Regions from separate parts of the Rattus norvegicus genome. Here region 2 is linked to region 1. The links are chromatin contacts, called in public Hi-C maps. All regions are on one chromosome and are shown on one strand. Each heading gives the region's core, a stretch centred on a gene start, on an enhancer-like site or on the middle of the called end of the contact. The rest is flanking DNA. Distances are from core to core; before and after follow the strand shown.

Evidence for each region. Hi-C and Micro-C count contacts between places; a contact is called where the count stands out from the background.
Region 2: a Hi-C map of Schwann cells shows a contact between it and region 1, with 4 times the contacts expected there. The contact joins the promoter of Cdc42se2 here to the enhancer-like site in region 1. A contact is called at or near these places in 4 of 12 Hi-C or Micro-C datasets (Schwann cells, frontal cortex and liver) and 1 of 1 datasets of contacts at active chromatin or transcription factors (oligodendrocytes).

The regions. Positions count from the first base shown.
Region 1 is chr10:39,331,944-39,336,483 of GRCr8, reverse strand. No RefSeq gene overlaps it. Among named protein-coding and RNA genes, the nearest start is that of Cdc42se2, 72 kb to the left of the region's middle. Within about 2 kb of position 1,668, at least 3 of the 93 cell types and tissues checked have an H3K27ac peak or open chromatin away from gene starts, as enhancers often do. A contact at or near this core is called in Schwann cells, where this site is marked.
Region 2 is chr10:39,402,575-39,407,438 of GRCr8, reverse strand. Cdc42se2 (CDC42 small effector 2) reads left to right here and starts at 1,667. Exons shown (of 6, transcript NM_001126089.2): 1 at 1,667-1,753.

The DNA of each region.
Region 1 (4,540 bases), core at 419-2,918:
CTTTTCAGTGACAGGATGGCTCAGACTGTGAAGCCAATGGCCTGAGTGAACCTAGGGATCCAGATAGTAGACATGGAAAGCCAGCTGCAGGATGTCCTCTTGACCTGAACACGCACACGCACACACTCTTATGCCCACTCCTCCCCAACAGGTGTGATTTTAAAAAGTAAAACCAGAACAGAATCTAACTCCTCCCCTTTACCAAATCACCTAAAGTGATTGGTAGGAATGGTCCATGGGCTTAGCAGTTAAGAGCACTGGCTGCTCTTGCGAAGGCCTGGGTTCGGTTTGCAGCACCCACGTGAGTGATGGCTCACAGCTGTGTGCAGTTCCAGGGGATCGACCTCCTTGTCACTTACACTCAAGTACACATACACACACACCTCAAAAAGGAATAAAGATTGCCTACAAATGAAATACTTGTGAGAAAAATTAGATAAATGTTGGAGGGATGACTATGATAAAGCAGGATTGCTACACACCTTTAACTCTAGCACCCCTTAACCATTACGTATATTGTCTTTAAGTCTCTCCCTCCAATCCTGTGTAACAGTCAGACCTTTTGTGACCTGGCTTCAAGTTTTGATGGTTTTGTCCCCATCTTCATTTATATAACTTTATTCTATCTAGAATAATTTATCCCCTTTATTAGAGATAAGATCTCATATTGACATCATTTGTAACAAACTTAGGGGCTCGTTGATCCTAAGAGAGTTCACATCTCAGCAATGGCTTTAGAGGTGTCAGTAACCCAGCCTTCCTGGGACCTGACAACACCTCCCCAATTTCAGGAGATTACATCACCCCGTACCATCAACAAAAGAGCTGGGAGGAGAGAGAGGCCAGGGAACATTTGTTTTGCTCATTGCTCACTGCCCAGGTTCTGGGTGAGACTCACTTGGGACCTAACATACAGCATGTGACAATTTTCCAACATGATCCATACCCACAAGACATTTTCCTTCCTGTATAGTTATGAACCCAGTGATCTAAATATTCATAACTACTCTGTCTGCAGGTGGAGGGAGACACCATGAAAAGCTTACTAAGTACCCCTCATGAAGACACCAAGGTGCAGGGTAATACAATCATTCTATCAAGTGGAATAACTGCCTGTCAAACTGCTAACAATTTTTTTCTTTTTGTTCTTTTTAAACTTACAAGTATCTGCAACCCTGGGACTTCTAAACAGCCATAAAAGCTTATGTCTAAGGGTCTCAAAAGCCGTGGCATCAGGCTGTTTTCCCCTTAGTCTTCTGTGAAAAGTAAAAATAAAATCAAGAGTATCCAGGTGTGGAAGGGCAGAGACAAAGGTAGACCTCAGGCGTAGGGCAAAGGAGTCCCAGTAACAACATAGTGTCAGAGGAACTGGCTTGGAGACCCAGTAGAAACAGCAGACGCTAGGATACAATAAAGCTAACCCCAGTCATCCTCCCCAGAGTGCACAGCTAAGGGACTTCCCATAGAAAAACTGGCCGTGCACCACAGGGGTTGCTCTGAGGTGGGGCCCAGGATCCACTTGGGTGGACAGGCTTCCAGAATGCCTGGGGTCTTGGCAGAGGTAGGGGAGGGGGTGGGGCTGCCACACTCCTGCCAACACAGTAGCTCAGGCAATTCTGCCCCAGCCAAGTTTGCAGAGCTCAGTGGAGGAGGCTGTAATGTCTCCTCATAACCAGATGGAGGAGCCCTTCCTTTGTCTTTAGTGATATCAGAGCCATTCTTTTGTTCTATGAATGGGATCGAAGATTCCTTCTTCCTTGTGGAATGAGTCCCTTGTTTTAGTTGGTCTTTTTGTGTCAAAAAAGAGATCTATGGGACAGCAGCTCAGCTCCAAGGAATGCGAGGAGCAGGCTTTAGGGCTGAACATGAGCTTGCAATCTAATTTATCCATCTTAACCTAGTTGAACCAGTGGCTAATTTCCTCAGAGAAAGTTCTTTCTAATCACCCTGGACAAAGGGGTCTCTGTAACATATAGAGTTCTCTAGCAGACAGGCAGAATATTCACTCATGTCCACTCAAAGACTGCGACATTCCCTCCCATTGTTTTCCTATGTCAGCTGTCTTAGGAAGGATCTTGGAGACACACATCCCTACCCTACCTGTTAGCTCTCCTAGAAAGCTTCCTTAGGGCTTGAGCAGAGCCCTCTTAGATCTTGTAGGGTTGAGACCTGGGGCCCAGGCTCAGCACCTTACCTTTCCCTGCAACTTCCCGATCTCTGAAGGAATCTGGAGTAGTGATCAATGGAGGGTCAGGTCACTTTTCACCTTCCTGGGGCTCCTCTTTTCCATCTAGTTGAACATTGTTTCCAGCAGCACAAGAATCCAGGGTGTAGGAACATCTCGCTGGGGCCTCCACATGCTATAGAAGTAATGTCTTCCCAGTGAGGAATACTCTATACACTCAGATTAACGAACGGAAAGCTCTTTGACAATGGTACACAACTGATTCTAGCTGATGTACAAAAGGGGACCAGCCTGGGACAGAAGCTTTTACCAGCTTGTGAAGTCTTTAGGTTTATTCGCTCTACATATGCTCTCGCCCTCTCCAGGTCTCAGCTCCAGGTTACACTTTGAATATAAACAGAGACAGGAGACCACAAACTGGACACTAGGACGAATGGAGAGTTGCACAGCAAAGAGATTGCCAGGATTATTTTAAGTACACCAGTGTTGTCCTTGTTGAACAGCTGTTTCTCAAAGTCATCTTCCCACCAGGCAGAATTATACTTTTCCTGATGATATAGCACATGAGACAAAATGGCCGATCAAGATTTAATGACTGTTGTGACACTGCACCACCCTTTATGGCCATATTACTTGCTATGGGGATGGGCCTCGTGGGTGATTGTAAGTCAGGGTTGTCCCTTGCTATGGGAATGGAGCCCAATTGGAAGTCAGTGAATAAACATTAACAGAAACTTCCTCAGCAATCCTTAGTCTCAGCTGTGGTACAGAGTTTCTATAGTTTCTAAACAGCATGGTTAGAGTTAAGGCCTAGGTTACTGTTACCTGGCTAGCCTGCCATCTTGTGCTGTTACTAATGGCATAGAGCAGCTTTCTCATATGCCGTTACTAGGCTGTTCTGTGCCTTCTTGTTCTTGGAAACAAATCACAACAGAACAACAGAAGTCAGAACTGCTTTGTACAGTGAGCCACAATGAGCTTGGACCTGAACCAACCACTGAGCAGCACTACCCACACCTGTGTATGAGCTTTTATGGTATTTGCCTTTCTAAGCTACCCCTGGGATGGACCCCAACATAAGAGAGACGCCTGCACCAATATAAGAAACTATTTGGAGTAAGACTTCCATTTTGAGTAGGGTAAAGTTTAAGTTCCTAAGATCTCTCTAGGAACTGGCATTGTACTGTAGTAAGAGACTGTCTGTGGGTAACTGACACCCTAGTTGACAAGTTAAGACATAAGTGTTATACAAGTCCCATCCTGGTTGACACATTAAGACATGAATGTTAGCTATACAACAAGGACATGTTCCTAAGGAAACCTCTTACCCTAAATCCTGCCTGGTGAAATAATTTGGCACAGATATTTTTAAAAGCCATATACAATCTTGACACATCAGTCAGTTCCAAAGTCTGACATGTGGCCCTGATCAGTCTTGGGGTGTGGTGTTCAATAAACTATTCCTATTTGACTAAGATCAACGTCTGAGTGGTTTGTGTAGTGATTTCCAGACCCCAACAGTTAGCACAGTATGTTCAACTTTGTGTATGTTACTATTTATTTTCTAAGCAAGTTTTTATTTTTATTTTTTTGTTTTTCAAGAGTTTCTCTGTGTAGCCCCGGCTGTCCTGGAACTCAGTATGTAAAACAGGCTGGCCTCCAACTCACAGAGATCCACCTGCCTCTGCCTCCCAAGTGCTGGGATTAAAGGAGTGTGCCACCACACTAGGCTAAGGTATTTGTTTCTTAAAAGTAAACCTCCCGAGCGCTTGCCTAGCGAGCGCAAGGTCCTGGGTTCGGTCCCCAGCTCCGAAAAAAAGAAAAAAAAAAAAAGTAAACCTCCCACTGGGGGGGGGGGTCACATAGCAAATATCCTGCATGCATATCAGATGCATATGGTTCCTAAGAGTAGTTAAATTAGTTATGAAATAGCAATGAAGTACTTCTATGGTTAGGAGTCACAACACGAGGAACTGAACTAGAGAGTAGCATTAGGGAGGGTGAGGAGCACTGCTTTAGCACATCAACTGTATTTTATCAAGTTTCTCCTGCTTTATTTCCACTTCCTGATGGTCGGAAGCAGGTGCTTCTAGCACAGCACAGCCACCAGCCCAACACAGGGAACCATGGAAGTTTCCGTCTCACGGGATCTGGCAAGCTTGCAACCCCAGCTATAACCAGTCTGCAGCCACACAGCTCAGCAGGCTTACCTCCAGGTCTCTGTCCCTACAACTGGCCTCTGACATACGGACAGTAGGGCAGCCTGACTGGGAAGGGGTGAGGCCCATGCCTACTGACAGCTTCAGAGTAACGGGCTTGCAGCCACGACCTTGGAATGACCTTGGAATGTTTGCA
Region 2 (4,864 bases), core at 418-2,917, 71 kb before region 1:
TAAAATTGGTTATTTTTGTTGTTGAACGTCTTGGGGGCATGTGATTTTTTTTTTTTTTTTATTTCTTCTAGGCACTTAGGACAGATCAGTTGAGTAGAACAGTTATCCCCAGCCTTAAAGGTCGACATGTGTAGCTCAGTGGTAAAGTACTCACCAAGCCAGAGCAGGCCCTGGGTTTCATCCTCAGCACTGCAGACATCAAACCCAGCCAACCCAAAAGACACCCAGCTTCTGCTGGGGAAGACACACAAGAACAACATTATGGAATAAATTGTGCAGATTGTTCCTGGAGCAGGAGAGCAAGGGCGATAAAAGGAAGGCTTGAGGTTATAGCAAGGTAAAGTAGTGGGTTTAGGCTAAGTGTCATTGTCAAAGATCTGAGTGGAGTTGAGGGGTGAAGGTAGACATTAAAGAATGTCCTAGTCCCTGAGTGCAGTCTGGACTTTGCAAGCATCAGTGAGGTTGGGGATGAATTCTGAGACCTACAGGGGAAAATAAAAAATCTCAGGGACTTTGTCAGCCATTGTAAAGATCTTATCTTCTACAGTAACTGGAACACTGGTGGATTTTGATCAGATGAGACATGAGCTGACTCTCTTTGTGGGAGGATATTTTCCCTGTTGTTTTGACAACACAGTTTGTTGATGGTGGTTAGGGAGGCCATTTAAGAAACCCACTGGAAGTACGACTGAGGCCACGGATGATAGAAACAATGTAGGTGAACAGTCTGATTTTATTTCGAATGAACCGTACCAATTACCCTTATGGACAGATGCAATATTGAGAATTGGAGGAACCAAGGAATACTCCAGTTTTGGGATTGAACTCCTAGAAAAAAGCCTACCAATCGTGATGGTCACGCAGCTCCCTGTCTGAGTATGTGCGGCTAGATTCCAGTGGAAAGACACCCATTTGTTCCTTGCTTCTGGGTAGGTAAAGTGTACAGCTAATGTAGTCGTAAGACAGAATGTGGTGGCTGAGTTAGGAGGACTGCTGTGAGATCCAGGTCAGCCAGGATTCTACTACAAAAGTCTTTAGGCATGTGACACTTGTCATCCCAGCACTCGGGAGATGGAGGCACAAGATCCAGACCACCCTTAGCTATATGGTGAGTTGGAGGCCAGTCTGGGCTACAAAAAGACCCTCTCTCAAACAATGACAAACCAAAACTAAAACCAAAACCGATCCCACAAGAAGTCACAGAGACACACCGGACACTTTTCAAATGCTAGGTGGATATTCTTGGCTCTCCAATGAGTCAGTGATTCTGATTCCTTAAAAGTAGCATGATCTAAGCGTTTGGACAAATAGTTTTCTTCGACTGCTACTGAGAGACATCTGGTGCTAGCCAGCTCTGCCTAGCAGCGCCCTCGCTTGCCCGGGCGCGTCTATGGCCGGATCCAGATAGCAAGGTGTTGTGGTGCGAGGCCCCGGCCTCCATCTTCCCCATCGCCCACCCAGCGGTCACTCTGTGCGCGCTTCGCATCCCCTAGGTCTCGCCACTCCCTCGATGGGCGGCGCTTCACAGCGACCAGCCCGCCTACTGGGAGAGAATGGGCGGGTCCCTGTAGCGGGGGAGTATCCGCGCAGCCGCACACACAGTTTGTGGCTCCGCCTCTGCGCGCCAGAGACTAGGCGGGAGGGCGGAGCCCGAAGCCGGGAGCGCAGCTGCTGGCGTGTGGAGATCCTAGGAGCTTCGGAGCCGGCGCTCGGAGCCGCGCGACTGGAGCAGGCGGCGGAGACAAAGGCGACGGTGAGTGTGGGAGAGGGCCCCGCGATGGCCCTGCCGCTCGAGGCGCCAAGTACAGAGCCGCGGCTCGGAAGGCTGAGGGCCCGGGCCTCTCCGCGCTGCGGACTTGGGCAGCGGACTGGGGCTGAGGGCTGAGGCTGCGGCGGCTCCATTTTCCAGTCTGGGCGAGGTCCTCACGCGAGGACCGGCAATGGTTCTCTTCATTCTCCGTGAGGCCAGTTTCCACTGTAGCTTGCACCTTCCCGATGGGGGAGGCGCTACGGACCCCTCCCCCAGTCAGCATCCCGGCCAGTCTGGACCGGCGCGGAGCGGCTGGACTCCGGGATTCCGACTCCCGCCCGGCCTCCCCGGGACCCCGGGACCCCGGGAAAGGAAGCCCGGCCACTGCTTTGCAGTCGCTCCGGCGACTCTTACAGGTTGTTGCACCGGGAGATCCCATCTACGGTGGTGAGCATTACTAACGGGTGTGGTAGGTAGCGGCTCACTGACGTCGCGTTTCGAGCTGAGGAGCAGCCCCATGCCGGTTGATTTCGGGCAACCCTGGGAATTCCGCGTTAGCAGCCGTGATTGCTGCTGCTGAGCTTTCCTGGAGGAGTTTGGTGGTGATGTGCAGAGCGCAGAACTGAAACATTCTGGGCCTGGGAGTACAGCTTAGTGGTGGGGAACTTGCCTTGAATGTAGGAGGCCCAGAGTGGTTCAGTTCCCCAGTACTCCCACCCGCCACAAAGAAAAAGAGAAAATTAAATGCTTTATCAAATGTCTTACCGCATAATACATGCTCAGTAAAATACTGATGTAATGAATGAATCTCAAAACACCACACGAAGCTATTCCTACTAGTAAGATTAGGCACATAGCTTCTTGACTCGGATAAAGGACTCTTGGAAAGAATGCTAGGCAAGTTTTTGACTCCCCCCTCCCATGTAAACTAGCGATAACTAGTCAGTCATTCTTGACAGTTTTGCAGGCAGTACCTTTGAGATGTGGAATTTTTGAGAGCAGTTGGGTTACAAATTTCTGTTTCTTAGCAGACCCGATTTCTCCTCTTCTTTGAAAATAATTGAGAAAGATGTTTGGGGTATATTTTGAGGTCTATCTTTCTATGTAGTAGGAGTAAAGAAGTGTATGTGCTTTTGAGGGGCTGTGGCATGGTCTTGAATCTATCTCTGTGAGTTAGGGAGCGTTCTGAACTTTGAGGGAGGGGACCTTGGTGGTTTAACGTCACTGTTTACCCAGCATACTCATTAGACACGTATTAAGTGCAGAGAGATTTTGAATGCTGTTTGTGGAAGGGAACAAAACTCCAAATGATTTCTCTCTTAAGCTTGAGCATGAAGTTCGTTCTGTGGTTTCCATGTAGCAAGTGAGAACCTCCTCAAACCCCTAGGGCCACTTCACATGAAAAAAAAAAAAAAACAAAAAAAAAAACGGCTGGTGAATTTCAGGAAGTGTTCATTCATAGCCTCCTACTTAAAAGTTAATGAGTAACTCTTTAAGGCTAAGATTATTGGGTTATGGTTTCATTTGCCATCTTAATAAAAATTCGTGTAGGTTTTAAAGCGACAGGAAAAACGGTTTCAACAAGATGGAGTTTTTATTCTCCCCTGAACTAGATTTTGCTGCCGTGTTTTTTATCGATAGTGTGATTCCAGATGTTTCAGTAAGACTCTTTGTAATAACATTTGTATATTAAAAAGTCCCTGCTCTGTGGTTAAATCAGCACTTGCTGCTCATCTAGAGGATTGGAGTTAAGTTCCCAGCACCCACACCTGATGGCTCACAATTGTCTGTAACAGGGTTATGACGCCCTCTTCTGGTCTTCATGGGGCACCCGAATATAAGTGACATACACACGTATAGACATAATTACAAAACAGTAGCAACAACAAAAAAAATCCCCAAAGATGGGTAGGGAATATGGGTCTGTTGATATGAAATCACTGGTTCAGCCACCAGCACCACAAGCTGGAGTGATAGTGGGAGCTTTATTACCACCAACACCTGTGATGGTGGAGGCAAAAGGATCATGAGTTTAAGGTCGTCTTTGGCATAACTAACACAGACTTGAGGCCAGCTTGAATTATATGAGACGCAAAAGGCAAGATAAATTAGTAGCTTCCTTTTGTTTTGGATATTTTAGCCGTTTTATTTTATCTCACTTTTTTTTTTTTTTTAAAGATTCTATCACTGAAGTTCTCTTTTTTTTTTTTTTTTTCCGGAGCTGGGGACCGAACCCAGGGCCTTGCGCATGCTAGGCAAGCACTCTACCACTGAGCCAAATCCCCAACCCATTTTATCTCACTTTTAACAGAGCTAGGGATGTGGCTTATGGTAGTACACCTCCCTGGCATGTGTATACCAGGCTTTGGGTTCTGTCTTCAGTACCACAAAAAGAAAGGAGTTGATGGGTAGGAAAAAAGAAATAAGTAAAGCACCTTTCCAGCAACGTTGTTTTGTCTCCTTGTTTACCATAAAAAAATACACTATTGACTAAATAGTCAAGAGAAGAGTCAATAGACAAGAGTAGGATTATTAGGAAAAATACGTGGTGCTGTTTGGACTCTCCTGACAGAATTACAACTATGATAAAACTGCGTGTTAAAATGAGTGTGGGCTAGGCACTATGGTATGCACTTTTAATCACAGCGTTTGTGAGGCAAGAGGCAGGTGGACTTCTGAGTTTAAGGCCAGCCTGGTCTACGTACCTAGTTCCAAGCCAGCCAGAACCACAGAACGAGACCTGTCTCAACAGGGAGAAAAAGATGTAGGCCGAGGTTATACCTTAGTTGTTAATTTGTTTAGCATGCATGAGGCCTTGGGTATGAGCTCCAGTGCTTCACAAATTGAGGTACCTTCCTATAATCCTAGCACTGGGGGTGGGGGGAGGAGGGTTAGAGGTAGAGGCAGGAGGATCAGAAGTTAAAGGTTATTTTGGTTGCTTATCAAGTTCCAGTCCAGCCTGAGCTACATGAGACCCTATTTCAAAACAAAACCAACTAACAAAACAGCCCCCTCAAAAAAACAAAAATTACCCCAAACACACACACACACACACACACACACACACACACACACACACACCCCAAACCAAACCAAACCAAACCAAACCAAACC